Regions from separate parts of the Sus scrofa genome. Here regions 2, 3 and 4 are each linked to region 1. The links are chromatin contacts, called in public Hi-C, HiChIP or PLAC-seq and promoter capture Hi-C maps. All regions are on one chromosome and are shown on one strand. The core of a region is the stretch at or near the end of the contact, and the rest is flanking DNA. Distances in the headings are between cores, read along the strand shown.

The links. Promoter capture Hi-C pulls out the DNA fragments that hold promoters and counts their contacts. A called contact is a pair of places that touch in the nucleus more often than the background predicts. HiChIP or PLAC-seq counts read pairs in DNA pulled down with a chosen protein or histone mark.
Region 2: a contact with region 1 is called in a Hi-C map of fetal skeletal muscle, with 2.4 times the contacts expected there. The contact joins the enhancer-like site here to the promoter of ZEB2 in region 1. A contact is called at or near these places in 3 of 5 promoter capture datasets (fetal liver, fetal skeletal muscle and liver), 5 of 47 Hi-C or Micro-C datasets (alveolar macrophages, embryonic fibroblasts, fetal skeletal muscle and 2 more) and 1 of 2 datasets of contacts at active chromatin or transcription factors (skeletal muscle).
Region 3: a contact with region 1 is called in a promoter capture Hi-C map of fetal skeletal muscle, with 2.7 times the contacts expected there. The contact joins the enhancer-like site here to the promoter of ZEB2 in region 1. A contact is called at or near these places in 1 of 5 promoter capture datasets (fetal skeletal muscle), 3 of 47 Hi-C or Micro-C datasets (embryonic fibroblasts, fibroblasts and retroperitoneal adipose tissue) and 2 of 2 datasets of contacts at active chromatin or transcription factors (alveolar macrophages and skeletal muscle).
Region 4: a contact with region 1 is called in an H3K27ac HiChIP or PLAC-seq map of skeletal muscle, with 9 times the contacts expected there. The contact joins the enhancer-like site here to the promoter of ZEB2 in region 1. A contact is called at or near these places in 2 of 5 promoter capture datasets (fetal skeletal muscle and liver), 4 of 47 Hi-C or Micro-C datasets (embryonic fibroblasts, fetal skeletal muscle, heart right ventricle and 1 more) and 1 of 2 datasets of contacts at active chromatin or transcription factors (skeletal muscle).

The regions. Positions count from the first base shown.
Region 1 is chr15:7,497,252-7,500,563 of Sscrofa11.1, reverse strand. ZEB2 (zinc finger E-box-binding homeobox 2) reads right to left here and starts at 1,685. Exons shown (of 10, transcript XM_021076506.1): 1 at 1,221-1,685. It overlaps LOC110257199, which reads left to right. Exons shown (of 2, transcript XR_002339482.1): 2 at 1,241-1,334.
Region 2 is chr15:8,412,782-8,415,957 of Sscrofa11.1, reverse strand. All of the region lies in intron 9 of ARHGAP15 (rho GTPase-activating protein 15), which reads left to right. Among named protein-coding and RNA genes, the nearest start is that of ARHGAP15, 400 kb to the left of the region's middle. Within about 2 kb of position 1,842, at least 11 of the 83 cell types and tissues checked have an H3K27ac peak or open chromatin away from gene starts, as enhancers often do. A contact at or near this core is called in fetal skeletal muscle, where this site is marked.
Region 3 is chr15:6,951,943-6,955,131 of Sscrofa11.1, reverse strand. No RefSeq gene overlaps it. Among named protein-coding and RNA genes, the nearest start is that of ZEB2, 550 kb to the left of the region's middle. Within about 2 kb of position 1,836, at least 5 of the 83 cell types and tissues checked have an H3K27ac peak or open chromatin away from gene starts, as enhancers often do. A contact at or near this core is called in fetal skeletal muscle, where this site is marked.
Region 4 is chr15:8,461,091-8,464,282 of Sscrofa11.1, reverse strand. All of the region lies in intron 8 of ARHGAP15 (rho GTPase-activating protein 15), which reads left to right. Among named protein-coding and RNA genes, the nearest start is that of ARHGAP15, 350 kb to the left of the region's middle. Within about 2 kb of position 1,747, at least 21 of the 83 cell types and tissues checked have an H3K27ac peak or open chromatin away from gene starts, as enhancers often do. A contact at or near this core is called in fetal skeletal muscle and skeletal muscle, where this site is marked.

The DNA.
Region 1 (3,312 bases), core at 436-2,935:
TCATTTCTTGGCTCTCCTATGGATTTGAAATTGTTGGGAAAAATTCCTGAAATAAAGAAATGGTCACACAAGTATCTGGGATGAAACAGCTGGCCTGTCTGTATTCATGCTGAGACTTACACACGATTGCATATAAATATATGTTTAATAAAGTAAGCTGCTAGTTTTATGAGCATTTGTGTGTGAGGGAGAGACAGGGCATTTGTGCTGTAAACTTTATCTTTGCCTGTTATTTCTAACTCTGGAGTTAGTAATCTTGCCTTCATCATTATAGGGGGAGCATGTAAAATATATAAGTAAGTGGGAGATAAACACATTCATGTTAGCGGGGCTCACCACTGTTCCTGGGAACTCCTGCTATCTCTCTTGACTTTTCAGTGCCAAAGTATGGCATGGAATATTTGTATGTATGTGTCTCCTGTGAAATCCATGTCTATATTACTTTGCCATTTGAAATACAATTTCAAAAGTTATCCCTAATTTAAAACTCTAATATCCTGACAGTTTTCTTCCCAACTGTAGTGACCCCCCCCCCCACTACTTTGGTAAACGACTCAAGTTCCATGAGGACTTTCACTTCTTTATTTATCATCACAGAAGTGAGGTGTTACTTCACATACACACACACACAAAGAATGAAATAAAGAAATGAAACTCGCTAAGCAGACAAAAACAAGCAACTTTCTGCTTAGAAAACAGCCTTCTTCGGTAGAAAAGGTTGGACTGCCATATCTAAGAGAAAGACTTGCTCCCGAATTTGGTAGGTTTGTATCCATCAAGTTTTGTAATTATTAACAGGTATTTGCCAAGTTTTAATTGCTGAATACAATGAATTGGAATTAGACATGACAATAGAGCAGAACCTCTCCCCCTGAAGAGTTTTTATTCCAACCACATAGTTCTCAATAAAACTTTTCCTAGGCTGGGTAGCAAAAGGCACCTTTGGTTACCTGAATGGACAGGTACAGGGCAAATTATTTGGAGGAGGAAAAAAGAGAAAAGGAAGGAGAGAGAGAGGGAGTGAGAGAGAAATCCAAGAAGTCACTCTTGGGAAAAGCTTGCCGTAAAGGAGCTAAACCCACCTGAAATTCCTACCCACAGACACTCCTTCGCACTTCAGACTCCCATCCTCACTTAAAAGGAGAAAATCATGAAAGGAGGGTGGGGGATGACCATGCCAAAAAGGAATAAAAAGAGAGAAAAGGGGGAAAAAAACCTACCTGCGAAGTCTTGTTTGTAGTTTTGGCCAGAAATGGTGAGAAGAAAAAGCATGAAGAAGCCGCGAAGTGTGGGGAAGAAAAAGGTGGAAGCGAAGAAACAGCTCCCGGAGCAAACTGTACAAAACCTCGCCAAGAGTGTCGGGAGGCAGGACCGTTATTCCTGCGGAGCAGGTTAGAACTGATCTCTTTCGGCCACTCCAGGAAACACAAACCTGGGGACGGACTGACGTGTTACGCCTCTTCTAATGACATTTTTTTCTTTTTCTTTTCTGTAGGAGAGAGAGAGACCCTGAAACACGCGCCACCTATCTTTGTGGGGAGGGATAATTGAAGCGCCCTGAGCGTGAGCATCATGTGAAAACGTGATCGCCAAGTTTCTCTCTGGGAAAGGATCTGGGATAGATTATACCTTGAAGTCTCCGCAAACGCTTTAGTGGAAGAAATGAAATTCCACCTCCCTCCCTTCCTCTCTCCCTCCCTCTCGCCTCCCTCCCTCCCTTCTCCACGCCCCCCCCCCCCCCGTAAAGCCTTTGGCATCATTATCCTCATCTCCTCATCACTAAATCCTACAGAGTACAGGGCGGAAAACGGTGCACACCATTCACAGAACTGGAGAACTCTTAAGGGGCGAAAGTTAAAGGGAAAGATCCCGGTTCTTCAATCCAGATCGCTTCTTCTTATACAGATATCTCTAATGACCAGATTTGAGATGCACATTAAGTTGTGTGGATTTCTCAGCACAGCTTCTGGAACTAAATTTTTTGCCCTTTCTCTTATTTTTTTGTCTTTTTAGATGCCAGAGCCAGAAAAAAAAAATGTTGCATGTGAACTGCATTTTAGGGTGTGTGTTGGGGGTGTGTGTGTGTGATGAATTTCTGGATTGGATCCCAATACTAAAAAGTGGTTTGGCATTTTTAAAAAGGGTCTCTAAGTGAATTAACATAGCGGGCTGAGTTGCCTCGATCTCTGAGTCTCTCTACATCTCACGGAGACCTCACTACAAAGTGAGGGAGTGTGTGTGTGTGTGTGTGTGTGTGTGTGTGTGTGTAGGGAGGCAGGAGGAATAGGAGAAAGGCCATAGAGGAACTTAGCAGGGAAGGATGAGCATGATATTAAACGGCATGGGGTCTAAGTTTTGGAGTATACATTTTTTGATATTGCAATTAAAGTAAAATTAAAAAGAAAAGACTCCACCTTTGCTCTGAAGGGATTGGTTATGTAAATATGGAAGGGATTTCCTGGAGAATACAGCTTTCTACTGTATGGTTAATTAAATAATCACTCAAAAGCTTCCAACGTGACGCTTCTGTCGTAATCCAATCAGGTTACATAGGTCCTAAACAAGAAAGATATTTTCCACATCTGGAAGTCAGCAATTTAGCAAGTACTGCACATTATTAACCAATTCAGAGCCCACTTCCCAGGGGAATTTTTTTTGAAGTTTAAGTGTTCTTAACCAATGCTCTGCTGTTTTGTTAATCAAAAAGCTGGTTTACACTGCACATAATTGGAACTAATATAGAAGTAAATAAAGACAGCCAAATTTGAGGATGCTGAGCACAGGCATTTATAGGAAAAGGAAGAAATCTCTTAGCCTCCAGTGGTTCAGGCTCAGTTTCTTAAAGAACTGTGAGGTTTTTTTGTTGTTGTTGTTGTTGTTGTTGTTTTAAGAGTGAAAGTGCTTGAGAACCTCAGAGCACAAATAAACTTTCAGTCCCACTGCCTTTGGGCTTTCTTGCAAAGGTAAAGGTGGAGGTGTCAAGAGGACTGAAGAGCAGCCTCATGCCAAAATTTTCTGCTTTAATATTGTTAATATGTTACAGCCCCCTGTTTTCAGTCTGATGAAATCTGAAACAAATAACACCCTGATCCAACACTAGACTTTTACTTATATTAAGATAAACTGCTTTGAACTGTGCTTTGAAATGTGTGCCTAAAGCAAGACTTTGAATGCAAGACTCACTGGCAATTGCACTCAGAGGAGGGAAAAGCCACCACAAGAGTTGCCACATCCACACTCCCAGAGGTGCATGTCTTTGTATTTTGTATGTTTATTTTTTTTAAGGGGGGGAGCAGTAGCCACCCAGCATGA
Region 2 (3,176 bases), core at 593-3,092, 920 kb before region 1:
AGATGGTATGTTAATTAGCTTGTCATTTTGCTAGATATGTGTATACCAAACCATCATGTCATACCTTAAATATGTATAATTTTTATTTAAAATATATTTGTAATGCCATAATAAATCCCAAATAATAAACGCAAACTCTTCTGGTTTTAGCCTCCTGATGAGACCAGAAGTTTAATTACAGCTTTATTTCCCAGGTTGTTTTCTTGACACACTGTGACAGTGTGAAACAGGGAGTCACTTGTTGGGAAATACGCAAAAGAACATCCTGTAAATGGTGAACCAGTCCTTTTTCTACGCAATAATACCATACGTTGCCAAAGACTTCCTTTGTATAATAATGGAGTTAAATGAATGAATATGTTTCTACACTAAATTTACTTTTATGCATCCAACATATTTTTGTTTGTAAGGGAATTGGGCTAGTTTTAAAAAATTTTTAAATTTCATTTGGATTTGCATTCATCCTTTGGAAAATAGTTATGACTCATTCTTCCTCCATGATTCCCAATTCTGGTTAATATGCCCCCAAACTATTTAACAACATTAAAATGATACATGCAGATCTATTGCAAATAATATGAATGCACTTAATATCACTAGGTGTACACTTAAAAATGGTTAAAATGATAAATTTTATATTAGGTTTTTTTTTTTTTTACCACAATTAAAAATAAGTAATACCAGGTCTTCCACATTTGATGATTCCAGCTATAAGCTACTTTGCAGAATGCCTCAGCAGATGCTAACCAACAATTTTGTCCTCTCTTTCTTTTTTCTGGAACACAAAATACTATGACAAGAATGATACACAAAATTACATATTTGACTCGGTGCCTAAAAGCCACCCTGGGATCCATAACCTTGCTTAAAGATTTAAGAAAGACCTTTAGTCTCCTTCTGAGAAGGTCCTTAGCCTCGAAAACTTTATCTCTCTACTTGACTTCTTAGCAGCTGTTATATTTTTTTGCTGTCGTTTGTTTGACAGGATCCAGTTATAGGTTCCGATGTCTGTTTAAAGAAACAAGGAGGCTGTTGGCTTTAAAATTCCCTCATTGCTTGTGTGATCAGCATTTTCCCAGGCTTTTCTACATAGTTTGCCAAGCAAAGGGACTGACCTTTTGTAGCAAACACTTTTTCATTTCAAAATGCTCACTTTGATTTTTGTCCCATTTTATGCTCATTCCAAACTGTTTACAACCCACTAAAAATGACTGTGAATTATATGTTTGTGTAATGGATTCCTTTTGTGGTCGGAGTGGAATGTTTACTTTGAACAATTAGTTATCTTTGGGTAGATTATAGCAACTTGGAAAAAGAATGGCTAAAATTATTATTATACCTTAGCTGTTTCTTTTTGGTAATTCCTCTTCTGTTACATGATGTTTGAGAAAAAGTCACAGTAAGAATCCAATAAGATTATAGTTTCTCTAATTATGTGACTATTTATTTGGATGTATTTGTTAATAGCATAGGAAGGTATGGTTATACACCTACACAGGAATATGCTTATCTGAGTCATAAAAATTCAGAACAAGGACTGTACATAAATACATGGATATTTACTACTACATATAGTACGTGTTTTACTTAATATGCGTATTAAGTAAGGCATACACATGTATGTATTTATTATAAAAAGAATAGACATGATTGTAGTATAGCCATTAGGCTGATATTCAGTGCAACCGTTTGCCTCTTGAGATATTACTAAGTGTTCACTTGCAAAAATAAAACTACATCGTCTTTTCCCATTGCCTGATGATCTAGGCCCCTGCAGGGCAGATCATAATGCCTTCTCTAGACGAGATCTGCTCCCAGCTCTGCTAATTTTGTACTGTTCATTCTTTCCCACTTTGGGGTAATCTATTATAGTTGGATCCAGGCACGCACCAGAGGCTGATACTTCCATGAAGAATGTGCAATTTGTACTGTTTAGTTTGTGACGAGATTCTTGAAAACTTTTATGATTCTATCTTGTTCCAGGGAGACTTCTGCTTGCCGGTTTTATAAGCAGTGAGTGAAAAAAAAAGTAACAAAAACAAAACAAACTGATAAAAAATTACATGCTCAAAAAGTAAAATCAAAAGTTCAAGATAAGCACTATTTCTTTTTCCCCAGAGAATATTTGTGGACTGAACAAAAATGTTTCTGAGGGCATGGACCTATGTGTTCCTTTTTTTTTTTTTAAGTGCTTGCTTTTTATGCCTAAAGTTAGACATCCACATTGTTTACAATAGAGATGATCCTCAAAGAAGTTCCATGAAAGTTTGCAGCAAATTTTCCTTAGTTTCTACTTCTGGGTTAAAATTAAGTCCAATTTAGTGTTTTTGGTATTTTCTGTTTTATTTTGTTTTGTTTTGTTTTGTTTTAATGCAACCCAATGACAGCCACCTTCCTGACAGCAATAGTGTTGTGCTGGGTCCAAGTTGGAATTGGCTCTTTGGGGTAGTCATGCTGGGGCCTCTGTGTCTGTAAGAAAGCCACATTCAGGGCTAGAAAGGGAAGATAAAATTAAAAAAAAAAAAAAAAAAAAAAAGAGTAAACAGGAAACATCCAGGGAGAGTATAAAAGAGAAACTGGGAAAAGACAACCAAAAGAAATCAGAGATGACAAGGTGGGGAGAGAGAAAAAAGCTGTGTTTTGCAATTAAGAAAACAAATGTTGATAAAAGGGCATGCTTGTAAGGTCTATAATGAAGAGAAGACAGACTATTGAACCAGTTGCCATCTCTGCTGTAGTTACCTGATACCTGTTCCCTGATTCAGAGAAATGTACTCTTGCTTTAGCAAATGCTTCTAAGTTAAATCTTGTCACACATGGCAAGATTACACTGAATGTTCACAAATTCTATGTATAGATGTGGTTATTAATTAATTCACTTTACTTATTAGTGAAATTTCATGGACTTTATCTACATTAAGCAACACACAACGGTCTTATTATCAAAAAAGAGAGCTTAATTATAACAGAAGTTAACGTGGAAGTGAATGCGCAGTTCAATAACCAGAAAGGCTATCTAACATATCCAGCAATGTGGCTCTGGTCAAATCAGTCAGCGGATATTCCCACACTTTTGAGTCCAGAATGCATACAAATAAATAATGTCTCTCCCCAGATAAAGGCTGAGTCTAATTTCCATCCTCCGCCCCCACTCCCACCCTCTTTCTAAAGTTTAG
Region 3 (3,189 bases), core at 587-3,086, 550 kb after region 1:
TCTGTGTGAAGTTTCAGTCCTGTCTCTAATCTCCTTGTCCTATTCTGCACTTGATTCCCAAAAGGGGCATTAACATTAACAGTCAGACATTTATGACATTAACATGCTAATGTACTAGTCTCTCCTGTCTCTATTTTCTGTCTCTCTCTTCCTCATTCCCTCTCTCTCCCCTCAAACTCTCTTTAGTCTTTTCTGGAAGTGTTTTATCATCCCTTCTTCTTTGTGTGTTTTTATATTGGGACCTGTCCTGAGAAAACCTTTGTGGATGAATCATGTCGTTTTGTTTTTTTGTTTGTCGTTTTAGGGCCACACACATGGAGGTTCCCAGGCTAGGGGTCAAATTGGACCTGTAGCTTCTGGCCTACACCACGGCCACAGCAAATGCAGGATCTGAGCCACGTCTGTGACCTACACCACAGCTCATGGCAGTGCTGGATCCTTAACCCACTGAGTGAGGCCAGGGACTGAGCCTGCGTCCTCATGGATACTTGTCAGATTCATTTCCGCTGAGCCACGATGGGAACTCCGATCACATTGTTTTTATTGAGGAAGAAACTCTTACTTTTCCCCCTCTCTCCCTCAAAGTACTTTTCTCTAAACTCCTTCTTCCTTACCATTGAGGTTCTTAGATGGAGAAGGCCAAAGCTCAGCTATAGAATTTAGGTCAAATGTCTCAAATCCAAAGCCAGGTAGGTGATGAAAATGAACAAAGTAGATCTGGTATAAGAGACACCACAGTGAGTGGCAGATGCTGGACATGTTGCCTCATGAACAGAGCAGTCATGTTTTAGCTCTGGAAAAATGTCCCAAGTTGGCCTATATTTCCTGTGGTCCAGATCTTTTTTTTTCTTCCCCATAAAAATAGCAGTATGCTTTTTAAAATATAAAATCTTCTGGTTTTTAAATGTTTGCAAATGAATCCATATTTTCAAGAATACATTGAAGGCCAATACACTTATGAGTCTGTTCTAGCTTGTAGTCACCAATTCATAATTTTAGGTCCATAGGATATGGGTAAACTGTGTTGGCTGTCCACTTAGCCTGGGGCGGCATAAGTCTGTCTATAACTTAGAAAATAAGAGTTTTCCACTCTAGCCAAGGTTTGCAAGCTTTTTCCTGCTGCAACAGATGATTGAAGGTAATTTATTGGTTTATCCATAGCCACTGCAAGTATATCTCCTCTCCCATGACTTCACATGGAGTGAAGATGGGGTGAAGAATGGAGAGATTGTGGCTGGTGGCCAGGCAATATTCAGATGTTAATGATCCTGGATTCCTAGTAAAATAACGTTCAATTTTAACTTAAATGTACTAACATGGCATGCACTTTTCCATTTAGGAGATTTCTGTAACTTCTTTTTGGGCTTTAGTCTATAGACGTTGTTCCTTAACTCTGCAGTTGTGGCATTTTGTGGTTTCAAATCCATCCAGGAATGCCATGCTCTTGAGGATTTTCTTATTCCCACATTAAACACAAGAGCAGCATGATTATACAGAATGCATTTCCTGTCATTTGGCCTCTTGACATTTCCAGTATGCTCTATAGCCGAGCCTGGAAGGGGTTTTTATGTAGTTGCCATCTCTTGCACACACAAAAAAAGCAGGTCTGGAATCTCATTTCTTTTTTTCTCTAGGGAACATCCATGCTCTAAATTGACATCAACACATGATAGAAATTGGTCACTCCCTGATATAGTCATTCAGGAATTTTTGCTATTTTAAGGCCTATTATTATTTCCAGCAGTTGCTACTTCATCATTCAGCAAAATACAGTCATCCAGCACTTCCTGACATATCAGTAGTTCTGTTCAGGGCCTTAACTCCCCAGTAGCAAGCCCTGCCATGGAAGGCAGATGTGACAGGGGCGCAAGCTCACGGACTTGGCTCTAAGACACAATGTAGTACACCATGCTTCAGCCCTTGCTCTTTACTTTCCCTAAGGGTCTAGCCTTATCTAAATGAAACCAAGCAGATTTTGAGACTGTGCCCTTTTTCTGCTACTCTAACTGCATCTGCAACTTCATTTTGTGCAGTATGACCAATGAAGAAAGTGAAGAAAAGTACAGAAAAATAAACCTGTAGAGTTAGCTGTAAAATGCACAGGAGCAAAGAATAGAACAGAAGAGAAGAGGAAGAGAAAATATAAGACTCAGAATGAGTAAATAGGAGGGGATTAGGAAGACACATTCAATTTCAAGCTGCTCTTTCCTGTTTGACTTCTAAAGAGTATTTGAATGTCTTATAGAACTTCTTCAATTTTACATGCAGAAACTCAATGGGATGATTTTTTAAAAATCTCTCTTTGTTCCTATCCTTTATGCTGGTTCACTATAGATTTTATATCTGTCTCGTTATTAAATTAATGCTTCATAGGACATAATGCTTGCTGCTAGCCTGATCTTACATTCTTCTTAACTATGCCTTTGTTTTATTTTTGAGGTTTTTGAATCTTCAAGGTTTCAAAGCATGGACAACTGAAGATTCATTAACTTAAGCACTAATGAGTTTTTAAATAAAGGTTTGTATGGATGTAGCTTTACATACATAAAAGTTTAACCAACTCCAGAGAATAAATCAAGCGAGCATGGCAGGAAAGAGCATGTGAGTTCTCTGCAGCTGTGAGGAATTTAAAAAAAAAATGTAATTGAAAAGAGGTCATTTTAAACCATAGTTTTACCACATTATCAGTTTATAGTAGGTAGTACAGACTGGTTCCGAGCTGTTGTTTGCTTAGATGACTAAGTTGTCATTTTTAATTAGCTTTTATTTTTCTTAAAGGCTAATTGCTTTTTTGAAAAAAATCAAGATTACTTGACTGCTAATGACAAGAATATTATGGCTACATTTTTAAAAAATTCCCAAACCTACCAAATTGTACAGAACTATATTTCTTTAGAATGTTGTTTTTTACAATAAAGTACATATTTTTAAAACCAGAAAAACACATATTTACTAATAATATTTGTAAAATAAAATGCCTTGTTTTGGCAAGAGGGTCACTGTTAATGTATTTAACAAAATGTAAACATTTGTGGTTCTATTTGGCTTTAAAATATACTTATAATAATTATAACTTTCTGGACAAATGCACTATAGCAACAAAATAAATGTGTGATATATAAAAATACTTTTACTGATAGATCCTATTGGTAGGTTCATGCTATGAGGGGCCTCTTCTCTTCAGATCTG
Region 4 (3,192 bases), core at 498-2,997, 960 kb before region 1:
TATTTTTTATGTAAGAGGTACTTAATGTCTCAAGAAGCTTTCAGAGACCTTTAAAACCCAAAGACATTTTTTTTCCCAAGACCAGAAGTTCTGTTTTGCTGAAAGTAAATAAGCTTAAAGAAAATCAAGAACTCAGCCTATTCAATAATCCAAAAGTTCGAATTTCAGAGGAGCTGGAACTTGGCGAAATGCATGTTCCCATCCCTAGCTCAATCTTCTCTATTCCCCCCTAGCTTAGGCTGAAACACATGGCGAGGATAGCAAACAGTGTACTCTCCTCTGTGACATCTGTGTCTGGAGGAGTGTCCTGGCAATTGGCCACAGGATCTTCTCCCCCTAGGGAAAGAGAAGGCTCAAAACCCCAAATAATAATAATCTATTACAGATTTCAGGTTACCAAAAGTTAAAGAAAAGGATAATAGCAAAACAGAGCATTGCTACATGTCAGAAGGAAGGCTACTGTAATTCCCCCCTTGGGGCATGTATTTTTCATATTATTATGCATAATTATGCATATAAATTTAAATATATTTCCATATTATATTCAAAACTCTTTTTCTAAATATGTAGAATAAAACAAAATCAATTGAGGGCAATGATGGCATTTAGAGTCAGATCTAAAATTCCTAATCACTGGAAGAATTAGGCCAGTAGTGGGCGCCTAGAGCCACAGACCTGGCTCCTCTAGAACATTCTTCTGGATTTAGGACAGTTTTTCCAATAAAGTTAAATCTGGGATTAAAGAGACATAAAGATGTGCTGACAAAATCCTAGAAATGATGGTTGAGATGTTTGAATAGAACCTTTACCCTGCTCCTTACTCTTAGGCAAGTGACTTAAGCAATTTGGGTGTCTTTTCTCTCATCTCAAAAGTAAGGAACGTTTATTCTTATATGTCCTAAAATTCACTCCAGTCTGTGACTCCAACATAAACTATGCCCAAGAATGGGGTTATCTGGTGGTCAAAAAAAAGGGAAAGCTTGGCAATTTGATTACAATTAACTCATATAGGAAAAGAAATAAAATATTTGGGATAATAATTGGATTTTGGCAGAAAGTAAATTTCCCATCACTCTTTTTTAATGGAGGGAAGAGTTAATCTGAAGGTGTGACTGGAAAGCAGAAATCCATTTAATTTGTCACAGATTTGGCAACCATCGTCTCCATAAAGGACGCCTGATAGATTTAAAGTAGAGAACAAATAAAACAGCCTATATTATGACCACATCAAATGTCACAATCATATGGGTCTTTCTGGGTCTTTTCCTAGTTTTTTTCCCCTTCTTTAGAAATGTATGTTATGAATTATGATTATTGCAGTGGAGCCAAGAATTCACCGGCTCCAGCTAGATCTTTGTTTAGCAAGCATAAGCTCACTGCCAGCTGCAAATTGCAGCTGTCTGTCAGCATTTGTGAGGACAAACCGCTCCACTATCCCAGATCACTTAGCCGTGGACTACATACTGTGTCCTCAGTTCTGCTCAGCCCACCCTTTGCATTTTCTAATTCCCTTCCTGTGGGGGAGGGTCTCAGTGGCTTGCAAGCACATTTTGGAGCAAATAGCTTGAAGCTTATGTCAAAATGATGCCTCTAATAGAGGGTTCTGTCCCAGTAAAACTACTTTGTGAGAGACTAACTGACTCTGGCCTGACAATTCCTGATTTCCGATGTCCTCAAGAAGGCATGGGAGGCTGCCACTCTGACAACCAACCGTTCTTCAGGACAGAGTGACCGCTGGGGAGAGTGCCAAGAGAACAGGCCCCAGGCCAGGAGCCTGTCTCAGAGCTAGAGAATGTGGGGGTGAGAAAGCCATGGCCGCAGGGCAAAGCCAGAGGAAGAACATGGTCCAGGACGCTGAGCGTGCCGTCTTCCTGGGCCATAGCGTGGAGGAGCAGGAGGCAAGACTCAATGGAATCCTTATCTTGGGGGGAATCCTAGTCTTGAATGTTCAAGTAAACTTGGAAACTGTCACATAAGGAGGGGCTTTGAGTGATGATACATTTTGCTTGTGTAGCATTTGCTAGCCTCCTAAGCAATTTTTTTTCTTTAAATTTCTAGGCATGCTTAGAATGGAGAGAAGCTGGCAGCACCACACCATATTTAATTAGAGTACTTGTAAACTTAACCAAAGTCTTCCCAGTTTTATCATCAGAGTAACTCATAGGAGTTCTAAGAATCATTTGTTTAGAGGCTTGTCAGTGTTAGAAATATCCTGGGAATTATCCCAAAAACCTAGGAATACCCTGCTTTTCCCAGGCATTGGCATACAGTAAACTGTGAGCTTTTTAGAGGGTCAGAACTAGGACCGGAGGTTCTTTAGGCCTTGGAATGCTCACTGTAGGAAGCATGAGATATGATCAGTCAGTATTTGTGAAAGGTATGCTTTTAAATTTTGTTTAATAATATTTTCAAATAAAAAAAATAAATCTGAAATTCTTCCCACTCATGAGGGTATTATGAAAATTGCTCTTTGTTATGTAAGAGTATTGTTTCAGTAAGGAATTTGCCCTCTTGGGAAGAAAGGCACAATGCAAATTCAAATTAGTAATAAAACTGTACAATATGTAGCATATGGTCAAAGTTGGCCTGAGTCACTCACTGGAGAAAAATGTTCTAAGGCTTGGGAAAAGTCACATCCCTAGTGTGTGTGTGTGTGTGTGTGTGTGTGTGTGTGTGTGTGTAGGGCTGCATATGTTTGTGGACAGGGGAGCAATGACCCAGCATAAACACTTTCTTTCCCACAACTTTAACATACACACAATACTTAAAATAGTTTCATTCAGGGGTAGGAACCGTGAGAGTCACAGGATCATTAAACAATAGCAAAGCTCTGTTAGTCCATGATCTTTCCATATTCAAGAGGATTGTAAAATAAAAACAAGACTCTGCAAGAGATCGATATTTTCCAAAGGGATAGCAACTTACAGCACAAGAGTATTTGGATTGCTAAGTGCCTTTATTTCTGTCTGTGCTGCCGTTTGCTGCTTTGTTCATTGTGAAACCTTTTTTTGCTGGATGTGTTACATGTGATGAGCTTTGGTGTTATAATAAACAGAGAGGAAGGCTGCAATAATGTATTTCAGTTAGGAAGAAGCACTTGAAAGAAATTGGTTTTGCTATACACATGATGTGAGCCAATCAATAGTGGTTTAGTCTGACAAGCACTGTCAATATCCATTGTCACAGTTCAGA